Linked DNA regions of Gossypium hirsutum: region 2 is linked to region 1. A link is a contact called in public Hi-C data. All regions are on one chromosome and are shown on one strand. The core of a region is the stretch at or near the end of the contact, and the rest is flanking DNA. Distances in the headings are between cores, read along the strand shown.

Region 1 (4,136 bases), core at 829-3,328:
TTTCGTAGATTAAAATAAAAGTTTGTTATATATTAATTTATAATTTTATTATTCTTAAAGTGATTAAATAAACTTTTTTTTATTTTTAGGGAGTTAAAGTGTAATTTCATAATATATTAATTTATAATTTCTTTAATTTAAAAGGATTGAATTAAAAATTTATCATTCGAAGGGTTAAAATATAATTTTACTATATTAATTTATAATTTTTATATTTAGAAGAGAATTAAAATGAAACCTCTAAACACAATTACAACAAGAAATATATAAATCTAATATATTTGCAAAACCATGATGAGAGCAAGCACCCATGTCAGGGATGGATGTTGGTTTGTGATAAGGAGGGTGGTCCTACAACGGTACGGGGATCCATAATTTGACTCCTCTTCAACTATAATATTCAGATAGCGATTCCTACTACCTTTTATTTCTCGTTTCGTTTGTGCCACACTAACTATTAGTTGAATTGATATTCAAGTCGTCATATTTTTTACTTTTATATAAATTTGAAATAAAAAAAAATTAAGGTTTTGAAGTAATTCAGTGAAAAATATTATATATGCTATTTTTAGATAACGATCTATGTACTTCAATCTTTTTTCATTTCTCATGCTATTTTAAGTCATTAATAAGTTGATTATCATTTTTTTTCATTTTTCAGATCTTAGATTTGAGATTTCCCATTTCGAAGTTCACGGTGTTTTCCTTATGCTTTTTTTTCATGCTATTGTTGCTTTAAGCTTGTGGATAATTTTGGTGTTGCTCTAATTATACACCTAGGTATTGTTGTTAGGTTATATTGCTATGAACTATATAATTATAGTTTAATTTATGCATTTGATTATTTTTCTAGTTATGATATAAACGTTATACATATTAATTTAATTTAATTTTTTATATTATTATAAAAAAATCATTTCAAATCAATGTTGTTTATTATTTCAATTAATTGGTAATTAAATTTTATTTTCTAGATCAATTATGAAAAAGTTCTCATTAATACTGTATTTGTTTCACTGAAAATAATTTTTAAAAAATAATTTAAAAAAATTTACCAAATAGCAAAAGGTATTTTACACAAAATTATTCAAACATTAAAAAATTTTAATTTTTTTTTAAAATCAATACATTTTTTAAAAATTATTATTTTACACCAAGCAAACAAACCTTAAGTTCATCCTTCTACCCATGCTTGGTTTTACTTGAACTTTGCAAGGAAAAAAAAGCAGCTGTAAAATCCAAAAAAAGAAATATTTAAGGTCACTAACTTATCAGCAAATATGTTTAAGTTTCAAGTTTTATATTTCAACTCAAAGTTTCACACAATATTTATAAGGGTTTGGATAAAAAAAAGTTGATTTAAAAAATGAAATTGAAAAATACAAATTAATTTTAGACTTCAATATTCAAAGCCTGAGTCCTTCTTTTAAATTTATAATATATTATTTTATTTTATATATTATGTAACTTATATCACATAAAACTTAAATTTATAATATAAAAATTTTTAAAAAATTTGTTAAGTTGTCAAACTTTAAAACTTTAATAAAATACAAATAAAATTATTAAACATTAATTAAAAATAGTATATATTTTTCAAAAATAAATAAGTGAGTCTAAAACGGATTTAAATTAACTATTACAAATTAAAGAAATTATTCTAATATCATATATAAACTTGACCGACCAAAAGTAAATATATAGGATTGAGATTGTTTTGTCTCGAAAAGAAGAAATAACATTAAGGCAAGAGGCAAATGAATCACATGGTTTGAGAAATGGAATAATTTTGGCTTAAGGCTAGAACTTAGAATATGAAAGAAGGGTTGCCCACTTGTAGTTTTTTTGGTAAACAAACAAAAGCATACAACAATTAGGGTCAGTTTTTATTTGAGAAGCCATCTGCATAAAAATCTGGGGACTGTGGGTGTCTTCATTAGCTGTTTGCTATTAGCAGTCGGATGCTATGAATGTTATTGGCATTATGATTGTGTAAAGTTGAGGCCAACATTATTGTATTCAGATGATTGCTGCTGCCCCCCCAAGGATGCATCAATTTTCAAGGCAAAAATGGAAACACCCCACATGGTTGGATTTCTAAGGCTGTGGAACAAAGGGTTCAATACATGGATTGGACCACATGGCATAGTTTTCTTATCCAATTTGCTTTTGCTTCTGGTTCTTGGCTTCACCCAATTCGTTCCAGGGGGATTGATTGATTTTATTAGCAGACAAGAAAACAAAGCGTCACATGAATATGAAGTTAAAAACATTCACTTTTTAATGTCTGGTTATCCATATCCATCCGTCCAAATGCATTATCATGGACTAGATTAAAATAAGTAACAGAATTAAAACAGATGTAGAAAACCTATGGAAGACAAAGGAAAAGAGGAGACCCCAAGCCAATCCAGAAGTGTCTTCTTATCCATTTCAACCTTTTAGAAATGATTATTGTCGAAACTTTTTTTTAAAGGGGAGGTATTTTGAAAAAGGGAGTCGCCACCAACTTTTTTTGGTGTGATTGGATCACCTTACAAAACATTTTGGTCTACGAAGTTACGAGAAAACGGATTCGGGAGTCGGTTACGTACGAGAAAGGATTAGCACCCTCGCAACGCCCAAAATTGGTACCAAATTGAATAATTTTATCTTAATGTCAAAAGTTTGAAAGAATTTAGAAATAAGATCTTTTTAAAACTGTAATAATTCGAGTAAAAAAAATCAAGATTCCTTCACTCCAAAAGAGTATAAACATCACATCCAGCATGATTGGACACGATATTTTTAAACTTTCGTAACTGAAATAATCTCGTGATTTACGAAATCTATTTAGAAGGATATTTTAGACATTTAGACAAACGAGAAATCGCAACCCAGCATGTTAGGGCACTACTTCCCGAATTCCTAAATACCAAAAATATTGCCTTATTTTTAAAATTCTTTTGGATTAAATGAAATATAAATTTTATGACAATGATGTATTTAACATATTACAAGGTATCGATACCAAATAATATAAACTATATGATACATACTTTAACAATTCATGCAAATATAATATAGAAAATGATAAATAATGACATAAATTTCATAATATACATTATCATTTCATGCAAATATAATCACAGAAAACAATGAACATAACAATATAGATTACATAATACATACATAATAATATTTCATGCAAAATATAGCATAATGAATATAACAATATAAATTACATAATATATAACAATATTTTATGCAAATATAACTTAAAATAACATTAATAATCAATTTTTATGCAAATATAATAAACAACAAATAACATAAAAATAACAAATAGTTGGTGAGATAACATTAGCATACTAAAACAATATTAAATAAATACAAAAAGATACAAAAATAAATAAACAAATCATGAACATATAAATAAAAAAAGATAAGAAAACAAATACAAATTTAAAAAAAAAATAGATGAAGTATTTTAAAAAATAAAATATTTAAAACAATGTATGAATTTTTTAGAGATGATTAATATATATATACGCTACATGATATAATAATTTAATATACTTAGAAAAAATAAGAATATGTTAAATAGGTACAAAATTTTGTAGTAAATTTAAAAATATTAGACATTAAATATTTAATAATGATATATGCATTTTTTAATAGTAATATAAAATTTTTAATTATATATATACTAATAAATAATAAATAATAAAATAATATATAACAAAATGAAGATAATATAGAGAACAATATATAATAAAATATAATATATAATAAAATATATATATAATGTACAATGAAATATAAGTAATACGATAAATAATCACATAAATAAATAAAAAATATAATAATTTTTTACATGTATAAATAATATATATAAAATATTTAAAATAAATAAATTATATGTAAAATGTATATATATAAAAGGATTAAAATTAAATTTAAATAAAAATCTAGGGTTAATTTTAAATAAATAAAATGAACTTTGAACCTAATTGAAACATGCATTAAAAGTTGAGGGACTCACTGGGCAATTTGACCCAAATCTCAAAACGACATCATCCCGAAATAAGCTTTAAAATAGTAAATAGGACTAAATTGAAATAAAAATAAAAGGTCAAGGCTAAATTAAAACAAAA
Region 2 (4,120 bases), core at 696-3,195, 220 kb before region 1:
TAGTCATGTCCAGACTATTATATACGAACATGAATGAAAATTAAGACATTAATATTGTTGTCTGGGGACCAAGAATTTTCCCATTGTAAGAATCAGGTGCTGTAAAGAAAACAACACATAAAAGAAAATCCCTTGGGGGTTTTTTTGCATTACAGGGTTTCATCAGTTGGTAAAAATGAAATGGAATAAATGCTGCCATTAATGGATTCACCCCCAAAGCTATTCCTTTTTCCATTTAGTTTTCAAATTTAAGAAGAAATCCTTGTTCTAATATTGTCTGAGAAGCCATGTGTTGTCGTCATGTTTAACCATAAGAGTAATGCATGCATGGTAAGTGATGGAGGGATGGATGAGTGTTGCTGCAAACTAACTGTGTAATCTTTGCTTATCAATCTGAAATTCTACCTGCGTGAGGTGATGATGTGTGTTGAATCTTTACAAAATGTAAGCTTTATTAAAAAAAAAATCAATAATTTAATGTTTAAAAATCATAAATATAAATTAAAGAAATGTGATAGATTCTTAATCTGGACTCCCATAACCAATTATTTATTTTCTGAAATCATATATTAACAACTTTGATAATTAATTTGTGACATTTAAACTGAAAAAATATTTAATTGGTAGTTTAATATAATTATAATAGCGAAGAAAATTATTTTTTACAAAAACCTCTCCATTGTAGATATAATAATCAATCATTAGGTGAAGCCTTAAGTTACATGAATTTGTTATATTGTGAATGTTTAATGATGAAAATATGGTCCCAACATGGTAGTATAAGTACCATAACCCTTCAAACTCCTAATCAATATGTCTGTTAATAAACATTATATCTTTTAAACGTTTCTGTTATAATAATCATTATTTTTTTTTACTTAAAAGTAAATATTGTTAAATTTATATAATTGGTATACTATATTTCATCACTACTTCTCCTTCATTATGAATATATAATTTTAAAAATTATTACTACTATCTCCATGGATGTTGCATGTATTCATTTTTACCTCAGTCTATCTCGCTTCCTTTTAATTTAATTTTTACTATTTATTTTTAATATTTTTAAATTTTTTTAAGTCAAATAAATATTTAAAAAAATTCTTAAAAAATAAATATAAAATATAAGATTTTTTTTCTATATTATATTATTACATTTTTATCACTATATAAAATGTTCGAATTTTACCATCTTACTAAATACAAATATTAAATCAACGTTACACCTAAAAGGGACAAATTAATGAAAAGAAATATATGTTATAATATAAAATAAAACTTTTTTGAATATGAGCATAAATCTCAACTAAGTGTTTTTTTAAGGTAATTATTTTATTTATTGTTAGTGGAGTTAAAAAATTTTACAAGCGGATTTAGGAAAATGTCAAATGTTTTTTTTAATTATTTTATTATTATTATTTTAATACACTCTAAAAACACTTTGCATCAATCTAGACCCGTTTGTGGAGTGTTTTAACTCTTATCGGTAATGTATAAGATACTAATAATTTTTTAAGTAGTTTTAATGATGTTGAAAACACATATATACCTAGAAGTTTTGTGTGAGTATTTGGTATACTGGTAGTATATTTTTTATTTGAAAAATAGCCTTAAAAAATTAATATGTGTCTCTTTTTTAAAATACATATTTTTAATAATTTACTATACTCCTATAAAAAATTTATCAATATTTAACTGCACTTTGTAGAGTTTAAAAACTCTGCTAACGTTATACCGAATAATTTTCCAAAAGTTTTTGCTACATCCATAAAATTTTAAATTACTTGATAATATATAATAAAGTTTATACGTTGATAGTAAATTTCTTTTCCTTTTTAAAATTTCATTGGACGAGAAACTCATAGTAATAAGAGGGTAGGAGGGTGAGTGGGCCATTATTGCACTTGAATGGGCCCATTAACAGTGAAAATAGGTTGCAGGCTTTATAACAATGGGTGAACCCATGGGCCTATTCTTAAAGTGAGGGATTTTCATAGCATGAGGCTGACAGTTTCCGTCGACCTTGGTCTTTTTTCCCGTTCCACTTTTTTATATAATTAAGATTTGAGTAAACTACACCCAAGGGTAAATCACACTCCATGTCCCTTTGATTATTCTAATTTTTTTCTCAATTTAATCATTCTAATTAAGATAATTATTTGAACTAATTATTGTCATTAAAAAAATCTGTTAATTTACTAATGGATTGCTCACGTAACACATTAGCCAAATTAATAGTGACACATGGTACATTTTTATTTTTAATTAAAGCTTAGGGACCTATATGTAATTATGCCAAAAAATATATATCTATATATTTCTTTCCCTTCTCTCTCTGAAACTTGTCCTTCTTATCCATCTGGAAACTAGTTGGTGGTGAGGATCCTCGACAAAGCGCCAATACCTGCTCGTGAGGAAGGGAGTGCTGCCACTAAGAGGATGTCGACCTCGTCTTCGATGGCACATTTCATACAGGCCAAAATATCGGATCCCAATGCTTGTTGAGTGCTTCATTGATGGAAACTTTCTCCTCCAAAATTTTGAGTGGGATTTAAATAACTATATACTTCCAAAATTAAAAAAGACTAATTGTGAATACTCAAGTTTCAACAACCGGGAAAGATTCATCCATGTGCTAGATAGTTAATGATGATGATCCATCCATGTGTTGAAACATCTGTAATTATGTATACAAACTGAATCATAGAGAAAAGCGAGAAATCTCATTATTTGAGTTGCTCTCTGAGGGAAACCAGTGCAAAAGAACACCCAAATTCATCATATTAGGTATCAATTTGAACAATATGGGAGTTGCTACTTGCAGAATCATAATTGGTATCATTAATGCTGCAGGTAAGATGATAGAGAAGTACAATGTAAAGTTTCTAAGGTAGAAACAATTACCAAACTAAGAGCTATTGTTCAAAGAAGAAGAAGATACTTCTTTCCCTTCAGCATCAACGAATTTCAAGTTAATAATTGCAGTAAAACAATTGCAATTATAATGAAATTAATACATGCCCAAACAAATTAAAGATATTAGTTATCAGTAAGTGTCAGAAAATTCAAAGTTTTGCATTTGAAAAATGGAAGAAACAAAAGAATTGTCAATGGTATGGTATTTTAATTTGAGAGAAACCAGTGCAAGCGCCATCGACGTCCTTTCATTATCACTCAGCGGCGTCGCTTCCTTCCTCATGGGCGGGTATTGGCGCTTTGCGGAGGATCCTCGCTGGTGCCGCCATTGTCGCCACCAACTGGTTTCCCTGATGGTGGACAGGTTACAGAAGGAACAGAAAAAAATTGGAATAATTACATATAAGTCCTTAAACTTTAGGCAAAAGTTAAAAAAAGTGCCCATGTCATGGTTCGTTCAATTGGCTAGGGTGCCATGTCAGCAATCTATTAGTGAATTAATAAATTTTTTAACGACGGTGACTAGTTCGAACAATTATCTTAATTAGAGTGAGTAACTTAAAAAAAAATTAGTGTAACCAAAATAGGAAAAATATTATTTTAGAGTGACCTTGGGTGTAGTTTACCTTTAATATTTTAACAATTTAATTATTGAACTTATAAATATAATTGTAAAAAAAAATAGTTAAAACTTTTTTACATAAAACGAATCATTAGATTTTTCTTAATTTATATTAAACTTAACATGTATAATCTACATGAATATAAAGCATGAAATAAAATAGTTAGATTGCTAAAAAATTAATTATACAAAAGTTACAAAAGAGTGTAAAGCCACTTTAATTTCACATCAATGTAAGTGAATTTCTCCTCTACTTTATAATAATTAATTTTTTAAAAAATTGATTAAATAATTTTTTCATATATTTTTATTTTTTTCACCACACAAGTAGGGCTATAAATGAACCGAGTTTGAACGAACAAATCTCTGTTCATGTTTGTTTGTTTACTTTAAGCTTGTTCGTGTTCAGTTTATGTTCATTAAAAATTTCAATTTTTTGTTAATGTTCGTTTGTTTAATGGTCGCGAACGTGTTCATTTAACTTAATCGAACATATTCACGAACAATGTTAATAAATAATAAACAAACAAACAGACAATAAATACATACACATATATTGTTTAGATCTAAAATAGTCAAATA

What was found. A called contact is a pair of places that touch in the nucleus more often than the background predicts.
Region 2: a contact with region 1 is called in a Hi-C map of leaf, with 5 times the contacts expected there. The contact joins two enhancer-like sites. A contact is called at or near these places in 2 of 34 Hi-C or Micro-C datasets (leaf and seedling).

Annotation. Positions count from the first base shown.
Region 1 is chrA13:19,371,228-19,375,363 of Gossypium_hirsutum_v2.1, reverse strand. No RefSeq gene overlaps it. Among protein-coding and RNA genes, the nearest start is that of LOC107941644, 26 kb to the right of the region's middle. Within about 2 kb of position 2,078, at least 3 of the 9 cell types and tissues checked have an H3K27ac peak or open chromatin away from gene starts, as enhancers often do. A contact at or near this core is called in leaf, where this site is marked.
Region 2 is chrA13:19,588,811-19,592,930 of Gossypium_hirsutum_v2.1, reverse strand. No RefSeq gene overlaps it. Among protein-coding and RNA genes, the nearest start is that of LOC107919874, 14 kb to the left of the region's middle. Within about 2 kb of position 1,945, at least 2 of the 9 cell types and tissues checked have an H3K27ac peak or open chromatin away from gene starts, as enhancers often do. A contact at or near this core is called in leaf, where this site is marked.